Linked DNA regions of Zea mays: regions 2 and 3 are each linked to region 1. A link is a contact called in public Hi-C data. All regions are on one chromosome and are shown on one strand. The core of a region is the stretch at or near the end of the contact, and the rest is flanking DNA. Distances in the headings are between cores, read along the strand shown.

The links. Hi-C and Micro-C count contacts between places; a contact is called where the count stands out from the background.
Region 2: a Hi-C map of ear shows a contact between it and region 1, with 2.4 times the contacts expected there. The contact joins the promoter of LOC100278729 here to the enhancer-like site in region 1. A contact is called at or near these places in 4 of 25 Hi-C or Micro-C datasets (bundle sheath, ear, endosperm and 1 more).
Region 3: a contact with region 1 is called in a Hi-C map of ear, with 2.1 times the contacts expected there. The contact joins the promoter of LOC100502483 here to the enhancer-like site in region 1. A contact is called at or near these places in 2 of 25 Hi-C or Micro-C datasets (bundle sheath and ear).

What each region holds. Positions count from the first base shown.
Region 1 is chr5:29,073,575-29,077,572 of Zm-B73-REFERENCE-NAM-5.0, forward strand. No RefSeq gene overlaps it. Among protein-coding and RNA genes, the nearest start is that of LOC111589414, 4.1 kb to the right of the region's middle. Within about 2 kb of position 1,752, at least 18 of the 20 cell types and tissues checked have an H3K27ac peak or open chromatin away from gene starts, as enhancers often do. A contact at or near this core is called in bundle sheath, ear, endosperm and 1 more, where this site is marked.
Region 2 is chr5:29,264,322-29,268,319 of Zm-B73-REFERENCE-NAM-5.0, forward strand. LOC100278729 reads right to left here and starts at 1,871. Exons shown (of 4, transcript XR_002262214.3): 1 at 1,456-1,871; 2 at 1,286-1,374.
Region 3 is chr5:28,909,184-28,913,181 of Zm-B73-REFERENCE-NAM-5.0, forward strand. It overlaps LOC100502483 (Double-stranded RNA-binding protein 2), which reads left to right and starts at 1,887. Exons shown (of 3, transcript NM_001196961.1): 1 at 1,887-2,240. The coding sequence starts at 1,995.

The DNA of each region.
Region 1 (3,998 bases), core at 502-3,001:
TAGACCATATCACTGTCTCAATGACAACTAACAGACACCGGAGTGAGTACCTGAGTAGTCAGTAGTATCAGCGAGAACAAAAGGCAAGCCTCCTTTGACTCATGAACAGTCTCCGGACCCACCTTACGCTGACGTCACCCGACAACCGAGGCCCGTCCAAGCGCACGTGGCCCCACGGCGGCAGCCGACAGCGACCCTTAATTCACGGGCGCGCGGTATTCCCCACCCACCCACGCCTCCCCGTCCCGCTGCTTTCCGCGGCGCTGTGTTTGCTTGCGTGCTGATGTGGCGCGGCCGCATCGGCCGATCGGCGGCGCGCGGTGCGTCTGCTCTTCGCCGCTGCGGATCACGGGGGGTGTCTGTCATCCGGAAGAGAAATACTCTGGTTCGCGGTCCTGGGTCCCTCGGTCGGACCGGGACGTGGAGGTGGGGCTGGAGCTGGACGTGGTCCGGGCGTGTCGTGTCCGGCTCCGGCCAGGACCACGTACGTACGATACGACGTCGCTGTAGCGTTCTCTGCAAGGACGCTTTCCTGTCGCGCGGCAGTGACGGTTGTTTTTTCATGTGTGCGCTGCTCTGGTAGCCGCCTGTCAGATACTCCAGTATATACAGAGGACACATACATCATGTACAATTATTTATTTACTTATTTATATGGTGCAAACGTACAATCAAATTATTCCAAGCATTTTCTTTAGACCTAATGATTTTCAGAAGATGCTTTTAAAATAAAAACATATACTAAAATAAACATTATTTAACGTTATCTGTTGGAGGCCTTCGTATTCCGAAGGTTCTTAAAAACATGATTAACAATGTTTTCCAAGTGTGATATATTTATAGGAACCTTCGGACTCGTAATGAAGATGTACACAATATGTAAAGCATGGTCGGGACGAATATTGAACCGGTTCCGAAGCTACGCGCAAGGAAGCTTCGGCTCAGCAGCAAAAAAAAAAAGGAACCGACTTAAAGAGGAAAATGCTATCTAGTCCTCGATAGATTGTCCTTAAGTCAATAGTAAACATAAAGGGCATGAATGTAATTTTACACAGCCTGCGCCCTGTGTCTATAAATAGATGTTCACGCTGACTTGTATTCATTCGTGTGTCACGCTTGGACTTTTACCTTCTGTCAAGCCGAAAGTACAGATGTAATTCAATATTTTTTATGTTCATTCATGATGATATAGTAAAGATATATTAACAATATCATATGGATTAATGTTATTTCTCATGTTTCATATGCTTCTTATTTCATTAATATATGCTACGATGATGAATGTACGTCCTTCATGACCTTCGTCTGAAGATCATTATATCTTACAGAGGATAATGCTTCGAAGGACGAAGAATTTTAACCATTAATATTTTATGTTGCCTTATTTTTAACTTATAGTATTTGAGAACAACTCACCAACATTATCAATTACCTATTACATTATAAATATGTGAACTAAACTGTACATAAGGGGTTATTTGTTTTGCGGACTCACAGTCACTTACCTGCTAAGCAAAATATCTTAGCCCCAGACGATCAAAATCGGACGCCTGTCTGGGAGCGCTGTCTCTGTCTGGGGAGAGACAGCTCTGGCGCGGAGCAAACCAAGCCGACCCTGACAAGTTACCAGGACACCCTATCATTGTATTCCTACGGTCTAGTACGTCCGACATACGAACACTACTGTCCACCGTACCACTGTTAACCGATCCACGCACTATTGCATCCGGCCAAGCCTTTTTGACTGTACAACCGGAACGGAGGCTCTGACACAGCACAGCGCGCACACAGTGCCCCGTTCTCCAACACCACGCCGCTCTACGTGTAGGAAAGGAAAGGAAAGGAATTAAAGGAACGGAACGGAACGGAGCTGAGCGTCTGCTTGCGTACGTATAGCGTAGCGACGATGCGTATCCTAGTCGTTTTCGTGTCCAGTTGGCGTCATTTATGCTGCCGTCCCCGTCACTGTCCCGCTACGCGACGCGACGCGGGGCCCGCCGGACCGGATCCCCCGGACGACCGTCCGTTTCGCTCTCCGTCGTTTGCCGCCGATGCCGGCGTTTCCAGTTTTGGCCCGCGTCGTTCGCTGCGGCGTCGTCGCGGTGCGTCGCATGACTGTCATGTGCGAGGGAATGGAATGGAAGAGACAAGGCGACATCATCCGCTGTTTCGGAGGTTGGTACTTGGATGGTCACGTACGTGTGTTGTGTTGGGTCATGATTTGGTGAGGTCAGTTTTTAGTAAGAGTTTCATGTCGAATAATTGATAGACATAAGCGTTTTTTAAAATAATGTTGATGATACGTAATGTTTTTAAGTTAAAAAAAAGAGTTTTACATGGATCAAAACTCTTTTTGGCACGATTACCGACATGAAATTAAATATTTATTTATAAAATTATAGTAAGAGTTTTACCTTAAATCTCTGCTTTATACCAACTACCATATATTCTATTATTTATTTCACCTCACTCTTACCGGCCTCCCACCGCGATTGCCTCCAGCCTCGCATCCGGTCCCACACTCCCACCTCTAGGCTTCCAGTAGCACGGAAGGGGGACGCCGCAAATAAAGTTTTCGTGGTCTCTCTCAACTTCACGGTATATATTGGATATGAGAGCATATCCTATAGGCAAACAAGTCATGTGTTCTCATACGCAAAATACATTCAACCCATCCGTCCAGTACCTAACAGTGCTGTGTTCTATTTTTAATGAACAGCACCAACGTGGAGAGCATAGGAGGACTTATTTGTAAAATGTCATAACACCGTTGGATATAAAACGGATCGACTGGATGCATTTTGCGCACGAGAACACCTGCCTTCTTTGCCTATCCATATTTGATAGAGTAAGCCGCTGCAGGAAATTTTTACTGCATATGTATGACTCGATCTGTGTAGCGTCTCATTTAAGGTTCGCCGGTGCAGATAGCCTTAGTCTCATTTAAGGAGTAGTAGCCTGGGAGGACTTGGGGAGTAGTACAAGAAGAAATCAGTGGCAGGGTTTCAAAGATTGCCTCGGGATCGGCAGTTTTGACCGCAAAGCATGCATGCATATGCACGCAGCAAGCGAGACGAGGTGGGCAGGCAAGGCACCGACGAATGATATTAAAAATCCTATCCTATTTACTCCAGCAATTTCTTCGGTGCGCAGCCAATGCGTGACGTCGCCCGGAGCTAGCGGTGCGGAGCTGACCCAACCTGGGGGGAAGGGGGGCATCGCGCGCCCTCGGAACTGCCGTCCGGAACTCGTATGCCTCCCGAGCCTGCACGGCTAGGGCTGGAAAATTAGCTCGAGGCTCGCGAGCCGGCTCGAGCTCGGAGCGGCTCGCGAGCCTCGAACGAGCTGAGCCGAGCCTCTTCTTCGAGCTCGTTTTTGCAGCGAGCCGAGCCGAGCTGGCTCGTTCCAGCTCGTGAGCCTTGCAAAAATGGTCAATTTATGGAATAATAATGAATATTAGATAATTTTATGGATAATAGCTTATTTTTTAGTATTTGATGATGAATATATTACAAGTTATCATTTAATTTACTCATAATGTAGAATGATGATTCTATATTTCAAATTTATATAATGTTAATTCACCAAATAATGCAACGAAAAGTACCAAAATATGGCTCGCGAGCCGAGCCGAGCCGGCTCGCGAGCCAAGGTCGAGCCGAGCCGAGCCTCTTTCACCAGCTCGTGGAATGGACGAGCCGAGCCGAGCTCGTTCAGGCACCGAGCCGAGCCGAGCTCGGCTCGGCTCGTTTCCAGCCCTAGAGCTAGCACGGCTATCCCAGCCCAGGCTTCCCGCCGAGACCAAGGTTAATGATCCACTTGACGGCCACTGCCGATCAGGCCGTCACAAATACTGGTATGGTATGATCCTGGGACACCGCTGGTCGATATCGCAGGCTGTCCTGGGCTCCTGGCGTCGCGTCACACCGTCCTCGATCGCTATCGCCTATCCCCCCGATCCTCACGTGAAGCGGGCCGGCGGCAACACGCCCGTGCAG
Region 2 (3,998 bases), core at 621-3,120, 190 kb after region 1:
GCATTAAGGTGAAAACAGGCAATGCAACATGCTCTCGGTTACTGCTCGACTGATGTTATACTCATTCAAGTAACGGAATAATGTTGGGTACACCACGGATTTGTGATGTTTGATTATTTAAATACCAACATGACTCCATCATAGAAGTAAGCATGAAAGTTAAAATATATGTTAACAATGGGTTCTGCCTGTTATCCAACCTAAGAATGCAACAGACCAAACATCGAACTTTGCAAAGGAGTTTTTTTCTCCGAATCATCAAACAGAATTTGATTAGAAACATAAAAAAAAAATTGAGGATAGAGAGGAAAATCAACTTATCTTACAACAGCATAATGCATACCAAATGCAAGAATAACGACCGGGAGCATATGAAGCACTCATAAGATCAAACACTTCTCTTCAAAACATGAATATAACATAAACATGTTTATGCCTCCACAGTTTAGACAAACAAACCCCATGTTTAGCAGGATAACTTGATAAATAACTTAACAAATCAGTTACCGATAAAAAGAAGATACATAAATGAGCAGGGTTCAATAATTGTTCTCCTAAAAAGGGTTCAATAATTGCAGTCTGAAGTTGAAACGAAGAAAGCAATCCTAATCCACCAACCGTACCATCCCAAAAGTATCACCATCTGATGTATACACTGCATCTATATCCAAATCCGAGGGACCCCCAAATATATATCAGATATGTTCAGTCTTACCTTTTTTATTCAACAAGTGCTCAACAAGCAAGGTACCAAACCTAAAATGAATTATCCGTAAAGAAGAAAGTTAAATTGGACTAAAGCACCAAACCAATCGCCACCAAAAGAATCTGGAAAAAAGTAGCACACCCTCCGTTCCAAATTATAGTTATAAATTTATAGGTCGTTTTAGCTTACATTGATTTGGCTATGCATCTAGATATATGATAGGTATAAATATATAATAAAAGTTATGCATCTAGAAAAGCTCAAACGACCTATAAACAAAAGAACAGACGGAGTAAAAAATCGCTTTTGAGATGAACGAACTAGTGCTGATGTGATACATGAGTAAAAGATCAAAAAATGTGCGGATCGGAGTTAGCACCCAACATGCTAATTGTCAAGGATAACTAAATTCCCTATTCTCAACGTAGCATTTCGGCAATCAGCATCTCGAGCACCTGCCGGAGCCTAGCGGGCACCAGGCAGCAAGCAATAGCGTAATCAGGAATTCCTCGCTCTCCGATAATTAACATTCACTGAAAGCACCAGAGCTCATGAGAGACAAGATGTGAATTGCCTTACATCCGGCCGCGGGCGCCGTCCCCTTAGTGCTTCTTGCTCCGCGCGGGCTGCCTGGACCCGTCCGTGGCGAGCCTGTAGATCCAGTAACCCTGCAACGGGAAGCTAAATTCATAACCCCAATCTTATCCGGCAGGTGGCAATAACAGGAGAGCTAGGGGAGGAGGACGCACGAGGGCGAGGACGTGGGCGGCGATGAGGAGGACGACGAGGAGCGGGAGGAGGTCAACGATCCAGGGGCGGAGCGCTGGCACGGATGTGGCGGTGGCGTCGCGCGCCATGGCGACGCGACGGGAGAAGGAGAACGCGCCGGGGTGGCGGAGGAAGGAAGAAAGGGGGTCGGCCGCCGGGTCGCCCGAGCCCATCCGCGTGGTGGTCCGGAACACCAGTTTCTCGCGGGACGCTTGCTCAGTCCTCTCTCGGCCTCAGGCTTCCTCGCGGCGTGGGCTGGGCTGCCTGCGTTTCTGAGCCGATTACTCTGCGCGTGCACGAGGGTCGGGGGGCAATGGGGAGTGGATCACGGCACGGACGCGGTAGTTGCGCCCGGTGCGGTGCCGCTGTCTTCTGGTGCACCTAAACCGGGCCGCACGGCACTGGGCCCAGACCGCGCGGATTTGTAGTCCCGCGTCACGTCCCGTCCGCCGCCGCTCGCCTCAACCAGAAAGTGTGTCGTGCAAAAAAAATTTAAAAAAAACCCCGAGAATCCGAGATGTCTGATTATCCCAAACTTGTGATCTAAATAATCCCGAGAAGTCTAATTATCCTAAACTTTTGACCCAATTTTTGATGTCAATTCAGGGACGGACTGAAAAAGCAATAAGAAAAAAATGACTTTCATATGTGTATGAGGTGGTGGACTTCGAAATCTATGAGCGGGTTGCTTAGGTTGTCTCCAACGACGTTCTCTAAATTTTATCCCCTAAAAAAATATTCTCTGTACTTTACAGCACCCTCTAAAAGATTCTGTCTTCTATATCTTCCTCATCTCCAACAATATCCTCTAAATTTGATCCTCTATATCAACAGTGATAACTAAATTCCTAATTCAATTTAGTTTGTATCAACATTGCATTGTCTGTCAACTGTAAAATATTATGTATGTATCCAGATTAAATTTAAATTAAGTATTTAAAATTCGAAATTAGTGGTCTGGTAAATTAATTAAGATAACACAATATAGGAAATTGCATTGTCTAGCTAAACTTTGTATTATTTTTTTTCTATCGGATGTATAGGAAAACAAAATAGGAAAGTTTTCTAAATAAACTTTGTATTGCACATATTTTTTATATCAAACTATCGAACGTACACGAAAACCAAACAGGCAACACTTCTTGACCAGTGCGCGCGACCGTACGTAAGCAACAGTGTATAGCGGATTAGCGGGTGGCCGTGGAACTCTACATTTAGTGTCTGTGGAAGCGTGTGCTAAATTTACAGGAGTCTATAGCAGTCCTTGCTGGAGACGTACCGGACGAAAATATCCGCTATATGTAGCGAACAGGCCGCTTTAGCGGATCTGCTGGAGCCAGCCTTATAATTTATCTGACTTATCTGGTACTCGGATACGATCCTGCAAAAAAGAGTAGAGGGGTCGAGGTGACCGAATTTTTTGTATTTTGGCCATTTTTTGGAAAAAAAACACATTTAGACCCTAGAAAATTTTAATTACATTTTTGGACCCTTTCCTCGGCGCCATAGCCTATGCGCGCCGAGGTAACACAGCTCGGCGCCATAGGTTATGGCGCCGAGGTACGTGCTGCGTTGGCACAAACTGGACGCCGTGGCGTTGACGTGGCACTGAGCTCGGCGCCACAGATCTTGGCGCCGAGCTCGGTTGTGTTATCAACAGTTTTGTTGCAAAGAAATGGCACCAAGCCATCTAGCTCAGTTGGTGGAGCACAAGGTTTTAAACCATGAAGTTGGGGGTTCGAGCCCTATAACTTGCCTAGATTTTTTTTTATCTTTTAAATAACTCGCCCAGATTTTTTTAAACCAGTCTCCTCAAATAATGTAAAGTTGGGGTTCGAATTGGGGAAAAAAATAACACCCAACGGCTGTTAATATTGTAAATGGATCGGAGACGAAGGTGCCAAAGGTGTGTGTATCATCTGGATCGACAGACGACGACGACCACTGGTCTGATTGTTTCAGCACTTTAATCATGTCCAAATGTTATATATGCCTTGCATTATTGCATCCAACCTTTTGCGTCATATGCCACGCTGGAAAAGCATCTTGGGGATATTATTTTTTAAAGAAAAATTAGGACTAGCTAGCAGCTAGCGTCGTGTATTGGCTGGACATGTTTGAATCCTTTTGGAGTTCCTTAATTAGGTTATCCTGCGCCTGTAGCTAGCAAATAATACTCACGCCTGATCGACAATATTCCTTGCTATACACTCACACACATGTGCTATACGTAATTATGTAGCAAAAAACCCGGGTAACGAGATCATCAACAGGCTGAATAAAACCCGGGTAGAACGCCGGGCGCCAGACTTGAAAGGTGCTTAATTACTAACACACAGATACGCTGATCTGCCCATGCACGTACGCCGTGCATATCATGCTTAATTATTATCAGTTGATTAATAATCTTTCTCCCCTCGCGCTCGTGTGCAGCCGAGAAAGAGGCATCAAATGCAGCAGAAAAGGCCGAGAGGAAGATGCAGCTGAAAGAGAAGATATACTCAGTTAACATTGCTGACAGCGC
Region 3 (3,998 bases), core at 637-3,136, 160 kb before region 1:
TGATTAAGGCTTGGGTATTCTTTGCCTTGGAATCCCGGGACCCTGCTGTGAGTGGCCCGGACCCCCCTCCCTGAGGGGTCCGAGACCCATCCCAGGGGTCTGGTTTGTACCTGTGGAGATCCTGAACCTCGCCCGGAGGTCCAGGCAGCGCATCCAGGGGTCCGATACTTCCTTGTGGGGGTCCGGACCCACTGTTGCCACCTTGGAGTATATCGTCTCCTTTGACCACGTGGCGGCCCCGGAGTCGCCCACGTGGAGGGGTCGGGTGTTGTTCAACGCGTGACTAGGGATAGCCGCGCGGGTATCGTGTCTTCATACTATAGTAAGGGGTACCCCTGATTCAGGATACCGACAATCTAAGAACTGGTTTCTATTGTACCATATGATTCGCCCTTTCAACCAAACTAAGAACACCATGTGCTACAATAGAAACCAATTATTGGATACTGTTGTGGTCATCACATTGTATAAGAACTTTGTACTTTTATTGTTTTTAAATATAATGAACTTTATATTTTTGTAGTTTTTAATGTGATATGTATTTTTGATGTTTCCCTCTTTTCCATACTTTATTTGAATTAAAAGTCTGTTTCATTGTGTATATGCGTATGTAGAATAAAAGTTACCATGGGACTAATGTGACTGTAGGCTTATGGTAAAGGTTGTACGTTGAAAAGTTGTGATAGATAAATGATCAATAGTGTGATGGCGGTATATATAAGCCTGTAGTATTGGATCCGGCCTAAGACTAGGTGTACTCGAAAGACGTCGCTATTTTTGGCTCGATCTCACTTTTTAACTGAATTTCTAGATGACCCCGTTTTGTTTTATGTTATTTGAGACAACACGACTCTAAATTTCTCCTACAACATGCTAAACTAGTCCTATTTGTAAAGGATTCATTTACGAGAATGACCGTTGTGCTTCCGTTGTGTATGCAGATAAACATACAAATAAGAGTTATAAACCTTTAGATAATGATCTAACTGTAGATGTAACCATAGTTTTTGTTGGGATTTATTTTGATAAAGTTATGTAAGTTAATGGTGAGAGGACTTAAGTGTTAAATATGACATACGGTTGAATCACGATCTAAAAGTTAAAGAAACTCAAAGGGTGTTTGGTTTTTTGACTAAAATTTAGTTAGTGTCACATCGGTGTTTAAATGACAATTACAAATATTAAGTATAATCTAATTATCAAAACTAATTACATAGATGAAGATTAACGATGATATAATTTATTAACCATAATCTATCGATGATTAACAAATGTTTACTATAGCATTATATGTATTAAATAGATTTAATAAATTCGTCTTACCGTTTAGTCCTTATGTATACTTTCTCTGTTTTAAAATAATATTTGTTTTATCTCTTAGTTTTTATGTTATATTTAACTGTATGATAATAATTATAGACACATATATATAAGTATTGTACGTATCCACTAAAAAGTTAAATTGAATTTTATTTTGAGAGAGAGATGGAGTATAATTTTGTTTGTAATTGGACTATTTAACATTTTTTATTAGTACGCTTGTCGGGAATAAAGTTTAGCCCATTGTATTGTCGGGGCCTCAGCTCGTACGCTTGTACACCAGTTTCTCATTGCACAGCAAGCAATCGTTCCCTTCATTTGTTAAGAATTTAATAAAGAATGTACTGAAGCTTATCGAAAAAAGATATAGAGATAGAAAAAAAAGGTGTCGCTCGAAAAACAAAACCCGAACCTACGAACGAACGTGCCGCTTGTGGGTCCCCAGCTGTCATCGGCCTGCCTAGTAACCGTAGGCAGCGAGTAGCATTAAAATCTTCCAAAAATGAAACAGAAAAAAAAAATATAATAAGCTCCCTCTGGTTCCACCCGCACCACTTCACTCTTCTCCCTAAACACCTCTTCTCGTAGCCGGTAGATCTTCCGGGGTCGCCATCTCCGGCCACGGCGGCCGGCACTCGGAGTAACGCTGGAGCTCGAGGCGGTGGTCGGCGGCCATGTACAAGAATCAGCTGCAGGAGCTGGCGCAGCGGAGCTGCTTCAACCTGCCTTCTTACACGTGCCTGCGGGAGGGGCCCGACCATGCGCCGCGGTTCAAGGCGGCGGTGAACTTCAACGGGGAGCAGTTCGAGAGTCCCGGGTTCTTCACCACGCTCCGCCAAGCGGAGCACGCCGCCGCGGAGGTTGCGCTCGCCGCGCTCGCGCGACGCGGCCCGTCCTACTCGCTCGCCGCCCGCATCCTGGTAAGCCGCGCGCGAGGGCGCCTCCCTTGCCCTATCCTCGCCCGCTTGCTCCCCGCTTCCCTACGAATCGTTTCTCCTGTCCTGGTATTCATTTTTGTATTTATCGCTAGCTGTTCTTGTTTCAAACGCTTCTAGGTGGTGGAATCTGGGGATCTGCGGGTGTTTCTAGTCCGAGTATTGTTGATCGTTAATAGATCACTCGAACCATTTGCTACTGCAACTCATCACGGAATTCTCGTGGGCTATTCATTATCCAGGGCGAGTCGTTTGCGTTTGCTCGGGGCTAAAAATGGCGTCTCGTAGTTCATAACTCCCTTTCCAGCGCCGCGGCATGTATTTTATGTAATTTCAGCATAATGTTGGCGGTTTTGGAGAGATTAAGCAAGCCGTTGCCTTTGAATCGTTCTCGTAGTTTAATCCGATTTCTATGTTTTTTCTTCGAAAAAAACGAGCTAGGAATTCATAACTTGGAGAATCTGCTTGGATTGGGGCTCGTGAGCGGCATGAATTGCAGCTGATAATTGGTACGGGAAACCTGCAACTCTTTTTAGTGCCGAAAATTCCCGGTGCTTTTTTTTTGGCTGTATTAGGCGATTCCTTTGATTCCGAGAGAAAAGGTCGCAATACTCGAGTCCGGTTATTTTTTTCCAGACACCGGGTTAAAAAAAAACTCGTCCTCATCTTTTATTTTATATCCAAAATACAATCATATCCTGCTCTTGCCACTGCAGTTTCGTCTTGTATTATGTGGGCGCGGATTAGTTAATGAACAGAGCTTAGTTCCCACTCTACGCGATGGATGTACTAAGCGCAATCAAGCCTCTTAACTTGTTCGTAATCGTACCTGTGCCGGCAATTAATTTTAACACGCCAGTATTACTTTAATCCCTCGTTAGATGTGCTCTCGCGCCGTAACGGCGACGGTGCTTCAGACAACAGACCCCGCAATAACTGCCAATTAGAAAATCCTTACAGCTTCGGTATTACCGCTAGGGTTTCGTCCGTCGCCGCATCGTTATTGGCGGTAGACTTCGAAAGTCTGCGTGCCATTAATTGCTAAACGCCGATTAGCCGAACCTGTCCATCAATGGGCACATTGATGGGGGTGGAATTAAAAAGTTGCCGCGTACACTTGACTTGGAATCCCAGTTGCAAATGCAGGGTACGGCAGTACACACGGGGTTTTTTTAACCGAACAGGAATAACCAGCGCGTGGAACTGTCAGTGTGAAACGGTGGGGAAGGGGGATTTGGTTTCGGTCTTTATAGTGGTGGTATGGTATTAATGCGAGTGGGTGGAGGGAATTGAATTGGAGACCACCCGCACCTAACCGGGGCATCGCAGGTCAAATGCCGGTGGGCCCGGTAGTTTAGTGGCAGGCAGGCCCCTCGCAGTCCACCACGGGGCAAGGGCAGTGACAGTGAGAAGGGTGGTGCTGGTGCTGGTTGCGCCTATGCGTTGTATCTTTTCCCGATACGGTCAGGTCAGCCATGGGGTGCTGCTAGTGCTAGGGGCCAGCTTGCTACCACAAGTGCGCCTCCACTCCCTAGTGCTTTGATTGCTATCCAGCGTCTGGGCTTTGGTTGGCTTCGAATTGATCTGTGGATGAATGGGACAACGCGGGTGTGTCTGCTGGTACTAGTGTGGAGACGTCGCTTTGCTCCCCGCCTTTTAGGCAGGGTTCTTGGAATCTTGGTGCAGGACTGCGGGCCGAGTGCGATGGAGGCCTTGTTGAATGGTGGGTGTTCTTGTCGGTCT